2 separate regions of the Mus musculus genome follow, and region 1 is linked to region 2. Evidence: chromatin contacts called from public Hi-C data. All regions are on one chromosome and are shown on one strand. The core of a region is the stretch at or near the end of the contact, and the rest is flanking DNA. Distances in the headings are between cores, read along the strand shown. Region 1 holds the start of Il1r1 (interleukin 1 receptor, type I). Region 2 has its middle 7.4 kb from the start of Gm35741.

Evidence for each region. A called contact is a pair of places that touch in the nucleus more often than the background predicts.
Region 1: a Hi-C map of liver shows a contact between it and region 2, with 1.6 times the contacts expected there. The contact joins the promoter of Il1r1 here to the enhancer-like site in region 2. A contact is called at or near these places in 3 of 484 Hi-C or Micro-C datasets (liver, nephron progenitors and uterus) and 2 of 115 datasets of contacts at active chromatin or transcription factors (cardiomyocytes and pancreatic cancer cells).

What each region holds. Positions count from the first base shown.
Region 1 is chr1:40,263,258-40,269,563 of GRCm38.p6, reverse strand. Il1r1 (interleukin 1 receptor, type I) reads right to left here and starts at 2,978. Exons shown (of 11, transcript NM_001123382.1): 1 at 2,683-2,978.
Region 2 is chr1:40,153,405-40,159,595 of GRCm38.p6, reverse strand. No RefSeq gene overlaps it. Among named protein-coding and RNA genes, the nearest start is that of Gm35741, 7.4 kb to the right of the region's middle. Within about 2 kb of position 3,330, at least 5 of the 459 cell types and tissues checked have an H3K27ac peak or open chromatin away from gene starts, as enhancers often do. A contact at or near this core is called in liver, where this site is marked.

The sequences.
Region 1 (6,306 bases), core at 1,729-4,228, 110 kb before region 2:
GGTAGAACAGCTAAGTTTTATGATATAAATTTGGATCTGCAAACAGGTTGTTTAAAAATATGTACACAAAAGTGTTGGGTAATCGACAGGGTAAGATTCTTTGACTGAAAGGGACAGCGGCTCATCTTTCACTTCATCCCCCTGGGAGCCACTGCTATACTTTTAGGTGACCTGGGTTTTTGAGTTGAGGTGGCCAGACATGCAGAGCCAGGCTCTGGAGAGCCTTTCTGTCAGCTGGAAGCTGTGCTGTGGTTCCTAACCTGTGCTTGCAGAACGGGTAACTTCAGAGGCCTACGTCTTGCTCTTCCTGCCCCTTTAATCAAAACCAAATACAAGTTTCTACCTGACTTTACATCAGTTTTATTTTCTCGAGTATTTTACATTTACCTTGAAGACACTGACAGCTGGGGCTTTCCGGGTCATTTTTGACATTCCATTTTTTCTCACTCTTTTTTAATTTATGACATCTTATAAATCCCTCACAAAACAGGTGAGATAGAAAAATGCCTCAATCATTTGGTCATATGTATGCCAAAGGACACACAGGAGGAAGAGACAGTTTGGAAACCAAAGGGACAGGGGACTTGGAAAAATCTCCAGTGACTCTCCACGCTTAGTGACAGTTCTCTTTGGCAGGGCCCCTCTGCCCACTCTTGCACCGGGTCTGGCTAGGAATATGGTGCTTCCGGAGGCCCCAGCAGGCAAGCAAGCAGAGGAGAGTGAGGTTGCTAACTCTGCAGGTCCTTCTCCTGTAGCACTAACCATGCCGCAACCACAGAGAGAGGGAGATGCAGATCAAGTGCCAGCACATTTAAGAACAACACACGGGGCAGGTCATGGCCAATGAGTCAGGGTCCTGATAACCTCTCTGCTTTGAAGTGGCAGGTTCACAATAGATCCACCGTACAGACTCAGACTCTTGAGGATCTATGCTCTTCCCCGTACTGTATGCAATGGCTGTCCCACTGCAATGGCCTGGCTCACCAACAAGCTGTTCCCTCTATAGTATCTCTGACTGCAGGTGAGTAGACACTCCCTGCTGGTCCCTCCCATCCGCAGGTTTCCAATCCATCCTGGTTCTCTTGCACAGCTGGCCTGCGAGTATATCTCAGAATCCCTGCTCTTCCTTAGAAAACCACTGAGCTACATGTATGACTACTGTCTCCCCGCCCTCTCTACTGTGTCCTACAGGGCAGCCAGACCCACAGGCTTTGCAAAGAGGTAAATTTCAAAGTACTCTTCTGGGGGGCGGGGGGGGGGGAGCCTTCTGGTAGTCTATGACTTGCCAAGAGGGCCTATGCATGAGAAGACGGGGATTTTCATTTAGTTCCTTCACTTTCCCTCATACTTCCCCCAGTGCCTGGGACATAGTCGCGTTCAGTGACTATTGGTTTGGTAGAATGAGGAAAGCTAATGCTAAGCGGTCTCACTGGGATGGAGATTCAGCGGAAGATGTTACATGTTACAAGCCTCGGGAGTAGGAAGAGCACTCTCCTGCCACATCACAGCATGGGGCTTCAGCAGAGCCAAGGCTGTGTGAGAATTTAGAACAAATGGCCACCCAAGACTGAGCCTACTGGCAAGTAAATACTATGCACCAGAATGGGAGCCAGCCCACGATGTTTCCACTTAGGTCAGAAGCTAGTTTAAGATGTGTGTATATATAATTAAATTAGATAATGGGTAGGATATTAAGAAATTAGAAGAGATCAAAATAGAAAAGGATGCCAGCAGCTGCTTGGTAAGTTAAGAGGGGGAAGAGGTAGTACTTGTCACCAGCACCAGCTCCTGGAGCTCACAGCCATGGGATTCCATGTGGGATATCCACCACCCAGAAGACTACTATTAAGTGAGGATGACTCGGGCACCAATTCCAATGACAGATAGACTTCATCTCTTCTTTATCATGGCCCAAGTAGCCCAACTGATTAGATTCTGTTGTCTCAGTTCCTAGGCTGTTCCTTGGGGTCAGAAAGATGGGATGCTCCCAGCTGGTGAACATCGGAAGCAGTACAGAGAGCTAGCCTGGTGGGAAGATGAGTCTACCTGCCTTCCCTGGCAGCCGCTCTCACTCACCCGGTCTCCCCAAGGGGATCTGAAGCTCAGAGGGTGCCAATCCTCAGAAAAGATAGCCGCTAAGCTTCTGATATAAAGCAAGGTGACCTTGGCATCTCACCTACAGGACTTCTGGGAGGAGAAAGGGCGGTAAGAATAAGGGGCCCTATAAACAGCCAAGTGCTGTGTGGTTTTGTAAATAATGCATCTACATTCCCCAGTATCGACCTGTCTGGAGAGAGGAGACATCTCATCAGGGGCATTAAGGAATCCACTTCTTGCCTCATTAAGACCTCTCTTCTGAGCCCAAACCTCTAAGAGGGACACTCCTGAACAAGTTAGTTGCATTTGGCCCAATTTCAAGGCCTGGGAGCAATTTACTCAAGGGAGACTCATCTACCTAGAGCAAACTTAAAGAGTTGGGCAAGTTCCCAACACACACACACACACACACACACACACACACCAGAAAGGGGGAGGACTAAACTGTCACTACCTTTATCCTACATCCACAGAGAACGCTGACCTGCTGGCTACTGGGAGTAACTTAAGAAAGGCATTTGTCTGGGTCAAGGCAGCTCTGAGGCCTTGCGACCCTATTTCAGGAACTCTCTAGTTTTCTCCTACCTGGGCGTGCCCGGGTGCCCCAGTGGCGATGTTCAACAATCCAGCAGCTCCGAACTAAACCCGTTCAGGCCGGGAGCAACCGGAGCCCTGGGAGCCGCTCAAGGGCTGCTCCGCGCTCGCTCGGGGGTCACATTCCTTCCGCTCTGGGGCAGGCGGGCACCAGCTGGGCTCCCGCCCTTCTAGGTGGGCGCCGCGCTCCCAGGCGGCTCCTGGAACCCCGCACCAGCTAAGACCTTCTGAGCAGCACGCTGCTCCCACTCTGAGCCGCCCGCGGGGGCGTGCAGCGGGCGGAGACTGCAGGCCAGCGTCCTCAGCCTCGGGCTCGGAGCTAGCTGGCCCAGTGCCAATGCCCCGCCCTGGGAGCCGGATAGGTTGGGTTGTGGAGTTTCTGCCCCACATCCCAGAATATCTACATCCACGCAGAACATTCCAGGGTCTCTGTATCCCTCCGGGGGTGGAGGCAATGGAGGGTCTCTGCATCTCCTTGGGGGCATTTGGAGGGTCACTGCATCTCCTTGGGGGCATTCCAAAATCCCTGCATCCTTGCCAGATGTCCCAGATTCCAGGAAGAATGGCTCTGATTCCCAGATGGCTTGGCTCCTCTGAGCAGCCTCTGTGTTCCCACCCAAACCAAAATTAGATGGGTCAACTCACGTCTACATCGCAACCAGATTGTGCCACCTAACAAGAACCGAGCTGGTGACCCATGGGGTATCAGATCCTGAGGAAAACACAGTTCTGTGCTCAGCACAACTGGAGCCCAGTACTGTGTGCCTCGAACTGGCTTTGAGCACTTAGCCGAGTCATTAAGTTTGCAATACCTTGATTTCCTCTTTTGGTATAAAGGCCCGCAGCCTTTATAGGTAGGAGGAGTTAAAGAGCTCTGGTGAAGAGTTGATAGTTCATAGGCTTTTTACTTGGTTGCTTTACTGCTGTCCACCAGGCTGAAAAACAGGTCCCCTTATCATATCCCAATTAATTGTAGGATTTGCTCTGCAAAGGAGAATTCCAGAGTTCTCAGAAAGCACATGAAAAAAAAAATCAAGAATAGCCAAATTTTAGGACAGGGTGCAAGGAGGACATTGTGGTCCTGGAAATAGCACCAACCATTCCGTGCTCCCTACCCTCACCCCCCAGCTTCTTCCACATATAATGCACCACCCTGCAATACAACTGCAAAGAAACAGTGATTGCTTAATACCTCTAGATAGAGCACATGGCCATTTCCTGCATGCCTTCCAGCGTGGACAGGCCTTGAATTTCCTGCCTTATTCGCGTATGCAGCCTAGAAACCCAAGGTTGAAGTAACCCCGGGGGAAACTCTGAGATGGTAGAAAGCTTAAAGGGGCAGCATCAATGGTATATCATAGATGCCACCTGTGGCCTAGCAGGGCAGAAGGTCCTCACTCATTTCCAAAGGTTTGGACTGCTCCTTTGCCTCCGAAAGGCAGGCTTAAGTCTGGCAAGGAACTGGTGCCTTATCCCTAACCCTGCCCTAGCCCTGTCCCATGGGTCTGTATTCCAGAGGCTGTTCTCACAGCCTTGAGTACTTCTAACTCACATCCACAGAAGATTTGACCCCCTTAGAAGCCAGAATTGCCATGTCATAGTCACTGAGGGCTGCCTGGTGTCGGGGTTTTTCAAAGCTTCCAGGCGACTCTGCTGCACAGCTCTCATCATGATGCAGACAGACCAAGTCTCAAGGCTGTCTGGACAGGTGTATACTGTGGTAGTCCCCATCTGCGTGCCTTGTCTTACTGCCTATTAACCATGAGCAGTGATTATGAGACGTGATTATGCACAGGTTAGAAGTGGCATTTCGAACACCCATACAGTTTGATCATATCCACCCCTATTATCCCCCTCCTGCTTCTTCATCTCTAACAGTCTCCATTCTAGGTCATTACTTTACACAATTATTAGCAGGTCTATGCACTGTCCTAAAAAGGTGGGATTTAATATCGGCTGTATTTAATTCCTTAGAACTAAATAATACTCTATTTAATGTATATGCTACACTTCCTTTATCCATTTATCCATCAAAAGGCTCCCAGGCTGGTTCATGATTTGACGGTGAATGGGACAGCATCAAAGATAGCTATGCTCATGTCTGCATGCCGATGGACACACCAGCAGCTGCATGCTGACTTAGACGTTTTTAAAGGACCAGATCCAGGAGCATTGGAGAAGGACCATGCAGTAGTCCTATTAGAAGTTCCAGTGTATTGAATGCTAAAAGCACATGAGCCTAACTTGACACTGTCACTTGGTGATAGAGCACTTGCCTAGCGTGTACCAGGCCAAGAGTTTTATCCTGACTGCCACAAACAAAATAAACATGTGTATGAAGCAGCAATTTGGAGGCCTTATATTGGTGAACATAAACTTGCCTGGACACAAATACTAAAAGATTTGAAAGCAGTTTACAAGTAGCAAAATTGATCTTTGTAATAATGTAGAAATAAGATCCATTTACAGAGTCTCACTGTGTTGCCTAGGGTAGCCTTCAAGTCCTGGGTTCTTATGACCTACCTATTCAGCCTTCCAAGAAACAAGACGTACACCGTATGGCTTTCTTCTTTTTAAATACTAACCCATCCCCTACCTATACCCTACATGACCTGGAGACACATGGGCCTCCACTTGCAGGTGGAGCTCTCAGATTCCCATTCCAAGTGATAAGATGTACGTATCCCCCTCCTCACCTTAGGATCCCCAGGGTTTTACCCAGGGCCTAGGTGTTGCCTCCTCAGACACACAGGTTGTTTCCCCTCTGTGTCCTTTCCTTTGGCTTCCTTTCTTGAGGGAACTTATGTGTGGCCGCTTTACTCGGCTGATCACCTGGCATCCGTGTAAGCTACAGTTGGCCACTTCCAGGGTACTCTGCTCAGTTCCCAGCGCCACACAAATGTTCTGAGTGTGTTCACATGTTTTAGCACAAGACACACTGCTAACCCTGCTGCCGCACGCTGTTGACAGCCCTGGATTCCATCACTGTCATAACAAAGTTTGGTGTCCAATGTGGCCTGAGCCCAAGAGAGCCTAGTGCTCAGTAAAGCATCCAAGAGTCTCCAGCTGTTCCAAAGGAGCCAGGGACTAAAGAGCCAAAGACTACAAGAAGCCACAGAAAATGAGTCTCGAAGGATATAACACTGGGCTCCGGTACAGTTTTTAAGACCACAGGATGAGTTGTGGCTCAGCAATCCTCCCTGGAGATCAGGCAACTGGTAATCTCCCTCATCTTCACGACCCCCAAAGATTTCCAGTTAGAACCAGATGGGGGAGAATAGTGAAGAGTGTATTGTGACTGGCAAAGATCCTGGGTCTTAAATCAGTAAACACGAAACAGCTCTGAATCAGACTTCTTTTTTTTTTTCCATCACCAAAGAGAAAGAATTCATAAGGAACATACATAGAAATGCACAGGCAGTTATAGACCATTCTGTTTTGACAGGCAGGTCCTCTGCGATTCTGAACTTGCTATACCTATTTTGGCTATTTGTGGAACTTCCAGTAACCTGTCTCAGAACCGCAGCACAGACTGGAAACCACTGTCCCAGATGGGCTTCCTTGCACAGCCCAGTTCCTCTGCTCCCGTCACACATTTTCCATCTACCGACCTCC
Region 2 (6,191 bases), core at 2,081-4,580:
GCGGCATGTTCCTGCTGCAATAACCTGCTCGCTGAGACAGACTGTATCTCTATCCTCTCAAGCAGAGAGTCAGAAAGCCCTCCCTTCCTTGACGTGACTTTGTCTCATGCTGCCACATAAAAAGGAACACGCAGGGAGGGGCAGACATGAAACTCCAGTCTCCATGGGAGGCAGGTTTTTGTTTAAAGTCTGCTGAGGCAGATGGAGAACACAGAACAGCTTATACAAGGGTCCAAAGATCCTTCCTTGCCCAGTTCCTCAACCTCTCCAGAAGAGTTTGCCCATGTCACCAAAAGACATGTTTTGTTGTGACCATCAAAATCTACAGATGAGTGCTTGAGCGTGCAGCCATCTCTGAGGCCACACCAAGTGATCTTAGTTGCAGACTCCAAAGACTTAAATAAGAGAGGGCACTGAGGTAGGTTATGACTGTTTGAGACCTCAGAGATGGAGCTGCAGAGGTGGCTCAGTGGTTAAGAGCACTGGCTGCTCTCACAGAGGAGCTACGTCCTAAATTCCGGCACTTGTATAGTGGCTCACAACCATCTGTTATCCAATCGCAGGGAATCTGATACCCTTGTCTGGTCTCTGCCTGTGGTACACAGACATGCATGCAAGCAAGACACCCATAAACATACAGGGGAAAAAAAGAGACCTCACACTGGCAATCAGTTAACACTGAAACCTTATGGTGATCTTTATGGACAAGAACATTAAGCCCTCTCTCTTGTCTCATCTGTATTAAGAATTAAGACTTACTTCCATAGTTTGTTTGCTCTCCATTTCAGGTGCCTAGAAAATTTCTTTTACTTTTTTTCTGAATAATTATTGTTCTAGAAAAATAATAGTACAATGATTGACACGATGAATAAGCCTTAAATGAGCACTGAGGTCCCTGCCCATTTCAAAGAGGAAAGAGAAACCAACTTGTGACTTTGCATGTCCATGTCACTGCTGTATGCACAGACACACACAGACAGATCACAAATTAACCCTTCACCAAAGTGTCTCTTCTCCGTCGGAGAATACACAACTGACCCCGTCAATCACAGCAGCTTCATAAAGCCCATGTCACAGTAGATGCTCTGGAAAACTAATAACTACCCAAGAGATGCCAGCATCGATAAAAAGAAGACATTGAAGATGGACAGCCTGGAGTCTCATTTCCTCCCCTTGCTTCAGTAGCTTCCCTGGAAGCTATCTCCAATGTTCTGAAGCGATTCAATCAAATATGCAGCCACCGCCACCTCTGACAATCCTCCCCTCCTCGTTCAATGTTGCTCCCAACCGGAGGACAGCCACCTTTGCATGGCCACATGGTTCCCCGTCCTCAATTTTTTGTGGAGTTTTACAAATGTGGGACCTCTTTCTAGGGATCGTGTGCTATGGTGCCTATCAATGCATGACAGTGAACATTCTAGGGACCGCATGGATGGCTGTACTGTTTGTCTTAATCACGCCACTGAATGTCCCCAGAGGGCCATCCTTTGAGCACTTTGTTCTGCTTTATGGACTTTTCTTCATTTATCCGATGGAGTATTCATATAACTCTCACTGTCTCTGCTTCCAGCAGCTCCTCCGTGTCTTAAAAGAACTCGTTTTAATCATCTCTGTATTGGGAAGCTGCATGTGTGAATGTCAGGGTGTGAATAGGCTCCTTACAGAGGACCAGACAGCTCTTCCTCTGTGAAGAAACCCAAGAGTCAGCAAAGAGTCAAAAATCCCTTTGGAGCAACTGTGGCTGAGAAGATTTGGGAACACAGAGCACAGCAAAGGAGAGAGCTGTACACCAGCGTGAAGAGTTTTCTTGTAGGGCTGGTGAGTTTTAAAAGATGTCTTTGGATACAGATGTTTGCCTTTGGATGGAGCTTGCCGTAGTGTCCTCTTGCCTTTCTAAAGGCTGCTCTTGCTCCAGCCATTGCTCTCTCTACCTCTGAAGGATGCTTTCAGTGGAGGCCTGCTGTTAAGCGATCATCTGTCTCCTTGACTGGGATGTTGTTGAAAAGTTAGACACATCCAACACTCACCACTAAGATCCCTTTGAAAATATAGTCCATCCTTCATAATTTTTTAAACTTTCACTACATGCTAGTACTTGGTGAGAAATCCATGCCCCCAATTCACACACAAGTTGTGGGGATGCAAACTCAAGCGATTGTTCATGCAACGGGTGCTCTATCCACTAAGCACCGTCTCTACCCCAGCCTCACGTCTATTTTTAGAAACAAAGTTTAATCGGAAAACAATCATGAACCTTTGTTTACATGTGTCTACTTTCAAGCAGTTACAGCCCAACCGAGGAGACCACGTGGTCAGAAATGACAGATATTTACTATCTGATCCTTCAACATAAGAGTTTGCCAAGTGGGTGGTGATGATAGTTGACTTCCAAGGGTCTTACTTGCAATATCTCATTCAATCCTCTCTCAGAACTTTCGAATTAGCCAATAAAATCATGTCAATGTTATAGGTAAGGAAAGAGAGGGAAGTTAAAGAAAACGTCTCCAGTATCAACAATACAATCAGGCTAGGACTTTATTCAAGAACCACACTTCTCAGGGCTTTACCAAATTAGCATTGCGTGCCATGGATACCAGTCTCCTGCTCCCTGTGGTGCCTTAGATGCTTAAGTAACCCCATAGCCACTGCCACAAGCCAATGGCAAGGCAATCAGGTATTATGGAATTCAATGAGCTGCCCTGGGAACCTAGTCATCTTTTATCTTCAACCAAGCTGAGGTTCGTTCTGGCTTCAATTCAAGATTCTCTGAAGACCCCAAAGGCTTTCCCACAATATAGCTATGTCTCTGAGAGAGGCACACTGGGTAAGCCCTCTGAGTGTTCAGACTCCTTCTTCCCGGATTCTTCAAACCGCAGACCTGCTGTGCTAATTGGCTATTTTTTGTTTTGCTTTCCAACTTGACAAAAGCCATGGTCATCCGAGATGAGGAAACTCCCACTGAGAAAAATGCCTTCATCACCTTGACCTATAGGCAAGGCCATGAGGGAAAACATCTTGATTAGTGGTCAATGGGGCAGGTCGCAGTCCGCTGTGGGGACCCCACTGCTGGGATGGTGGTCCTAAGTTGTAGAAGAAAGCAAGCTAAGCAAGCCATAGAAAGCAAGCTCATAATCACCGTTCCTCCTTGGCTTCTGCTTAAGTTTCTTCCTCCATGTTCCTGTCTTGACTTCTTGCCCTGAACTTGCTTCAGGGTGGACGAAAGCTGTAAGAATACTCTTTGTTCCCGGAGTTGTTCTGGGTCATAGTGTTTACTGAGGCAATAGAAAAAACAAACTCTGGAAGACTGAACTTTGACAAGTACACACAGCCACACGAGGACAGTACTTCCCATACCAACCACATTTGATCTGGGTTCCGTAACTGGATGTTGACAATACCCCCTCTATTGCATTTTATTCCGCCTAAGAAGAGAAATGACAAACTAGTTGAACTTTTTGGCTTTGGTACTGTGAATCTTTCTATCCTGGGGTGTTTGTTAAAAAATGCAAATCAGCCGGGCAGTGGTGGAGCACGATTTTAATCCCAGCACTTGGGTGGCAGAGGCAGATGGATTTCTGAGTTCGAGGCCGGGTCTACAGAGTGAGTTCCAGAACAGCCAGGGCTACACAGAGAAACCCTGTCTCAAAAAAAAAAAAAAAAAAAAAAAAAAAAGAAAAAATGCAAATCAGCTGATCATCAACATTGGATCTCAAAGCATTGGCTGGTGCCCACCTTCAGCAAGAGGAGAGTGTCTGTTGATAGAAGACTGAAGGCGGCCCCATGTGTCCTGGTCTAACAAGCTGCTGACATCTATCACTGTTTTCCTGCATCTCAGTTTTTTACTTGACTTAGAAGGTGAATCATACAGATTTCACTTGTCCCCACAGGGGATCTGACACATCTGTTGTATCCAGAAGTAATGTTCTGCCTTCCCACTTTCCCGGGTATCAACAGGAAATGTTGTGTGACTGTCCCTCCAAATGCTTGCTGTATTAGCTGTGGGAAACAGACTTTCCCAGGGTGGAAAGCAATTTGCAGGTGTTCACTTAAAACATCTCAAATGACTAACCAATACCCGCAGAGCTCGTGTCCCTAGCTGCATAGGTAGCAGAAGATGGCCTAGTCAGCCATCATTGGGAAGAGAGGCCCATTGGTCATGCAAACTTTATATGCCCCAGTACAGGGGAATGCCAGGGCCAAGAAGCGGTAGTGGGTGGGTAGGGGAGCAGGGCGGGGGAGGGTATAGGGAACTTTCAGGATAGCATTTGAAATTTGAAATGTATATAAAGAAAAATCTAATAAAAATAATGCTGTGCAAAAAAAAAAAATCTCAAATGGAAACAAGCGACTTCCTGGAGTATTTTAATCTTAAAAAGTCAGCCTGAGATGTTTAAAAGGTCTCCAACTCAAATCTGTTCTGCAAGTCAGAAACGTGGCATTCTATAGCAATATTTATTATATTGCTTATATATAAAATAGTCCCTGTGGCGGCTTGTGCCTCACTACTGGCCCCAGTAAGTTCCTGAGTGAAAGACACACACAGTCTTTATATTCTGATATGCCTTAATCAGCTCAATGGCTGGGCCACTTCCTAACCTCCATGTGGCTAATCCACCTCCCTCTGATAATCCCGACTTAATACTCAGGAAATCCTATATTCCACCTCGGCTGCCCTGGACCCGTGATGCATCCCTCCTGGGCCGAGATCCCCTGGCTCCTCCATGGCAGCCATGCTCTCTGTCCCTCACCTTCTCAGACTTGGCATCTCTTCTTCCTTCTCCTTCTCCCTCTCCCTCACCAGGGAATCCTAAAAGTCCTGACTCTGTTTGCCCTGCTCAGCCATCGGCTACCAGCAACTTTATTTACCAATCAGAACCAACTGGGGACAGGGTCCCTCAGTGTCTTACATGCAGACATGCATTCTTGTACAAACAGTTTGGGGGACCCAAATTAACATAAAAATATAAGCACCATTATGCCAAGACCCAGAGCATCATCATAGATACACCCAACAACTGACTTAAACCTTTCTTAAGTGACAGACACTCATTCTATACCTCCATCTGTCTTAGGTTTTACTGCTGTAAACAGATACTATGACCAAGGCAACTCTTATAAGGACAACATTTAATTGTGTCTGTCTTACAGGTTCAAAGGTTCAGTCCACTATCATCAAGGTGGAAGCATGGCAGCATCCAGGCAGGCACAGGGATGGAGGAGATGAGTGTTCCACCTCTTGTTCTGAAGGCAGCCAGGAGAAAAACTGGCTTCCAGGCGGCTAGGACAAGGGTCTTAAAGCCCACAACCACAGTGACACACATACTCCAACAAGGCCACACCTATTCCAATAAGGCCACACCTACTCTAACAAGACCACACCTCCAAATAGTACCACTCCTTAGGCCGAACTTATACAAACTACCACAGCATCTCTTTGAAAGTGACTTTCTGAGACAGGCTGCCTTCTGTGGGGTTTTAACGTATACAGTCGCTACCAGACCGAATGGCCTGAGCAAGCGTTGGAATCTACCCATCCCGGTGGTAATCAGTCACATACCACCATGTTACTTCTAGTCTGATGCATGCCATTCTGAAAAGCAATTGGATACCTGGACATGAAGAATAGGCTAAAATGGTTGCCACTTCATGTTTTCACAAGGATAAAAGGAATTTAAAATAGAGGAAACAGACCGTTGGGAAAAATGGTACCTTTGGCTTCCCCAAACAAACACCTCCATTAAGTGCTTGTTATGAAAGTGCTACCAGAGACCATTTTCATTATTATTTTAATAAAGCCAGTGTTTTGTACATACTCCTCCTGTCTGAAATTTTGCATTGCTTCTCTTTTTTTATTTTTTTTAATTAAGTATTTATTTCATTTACATTTCCAATGCTATCCCAAAAGTCTCCCACACGCTACCCTACCCACTCCCCAACCCACCCACTCCCACTTCTTGGCCCTGGCGTTCCCCTGTACTGAGGCATATAAAGTTTGCTTGTCCAATGGGCCTCTCTTTCCAGTGATGGCCGACTAGGCCATCTTCTGATACATATGCAGCTACAGTCAAGAGCTCCGGGGAATACTGGTTAGTTCATATTGTTGTTCCACCTATAGGATTGCAGATCCCTTTAGCTCCTTGGGTACTTTCTCTAGCTCCTCCATTGTGGGCCCTGTGATCCATCCAATAGCT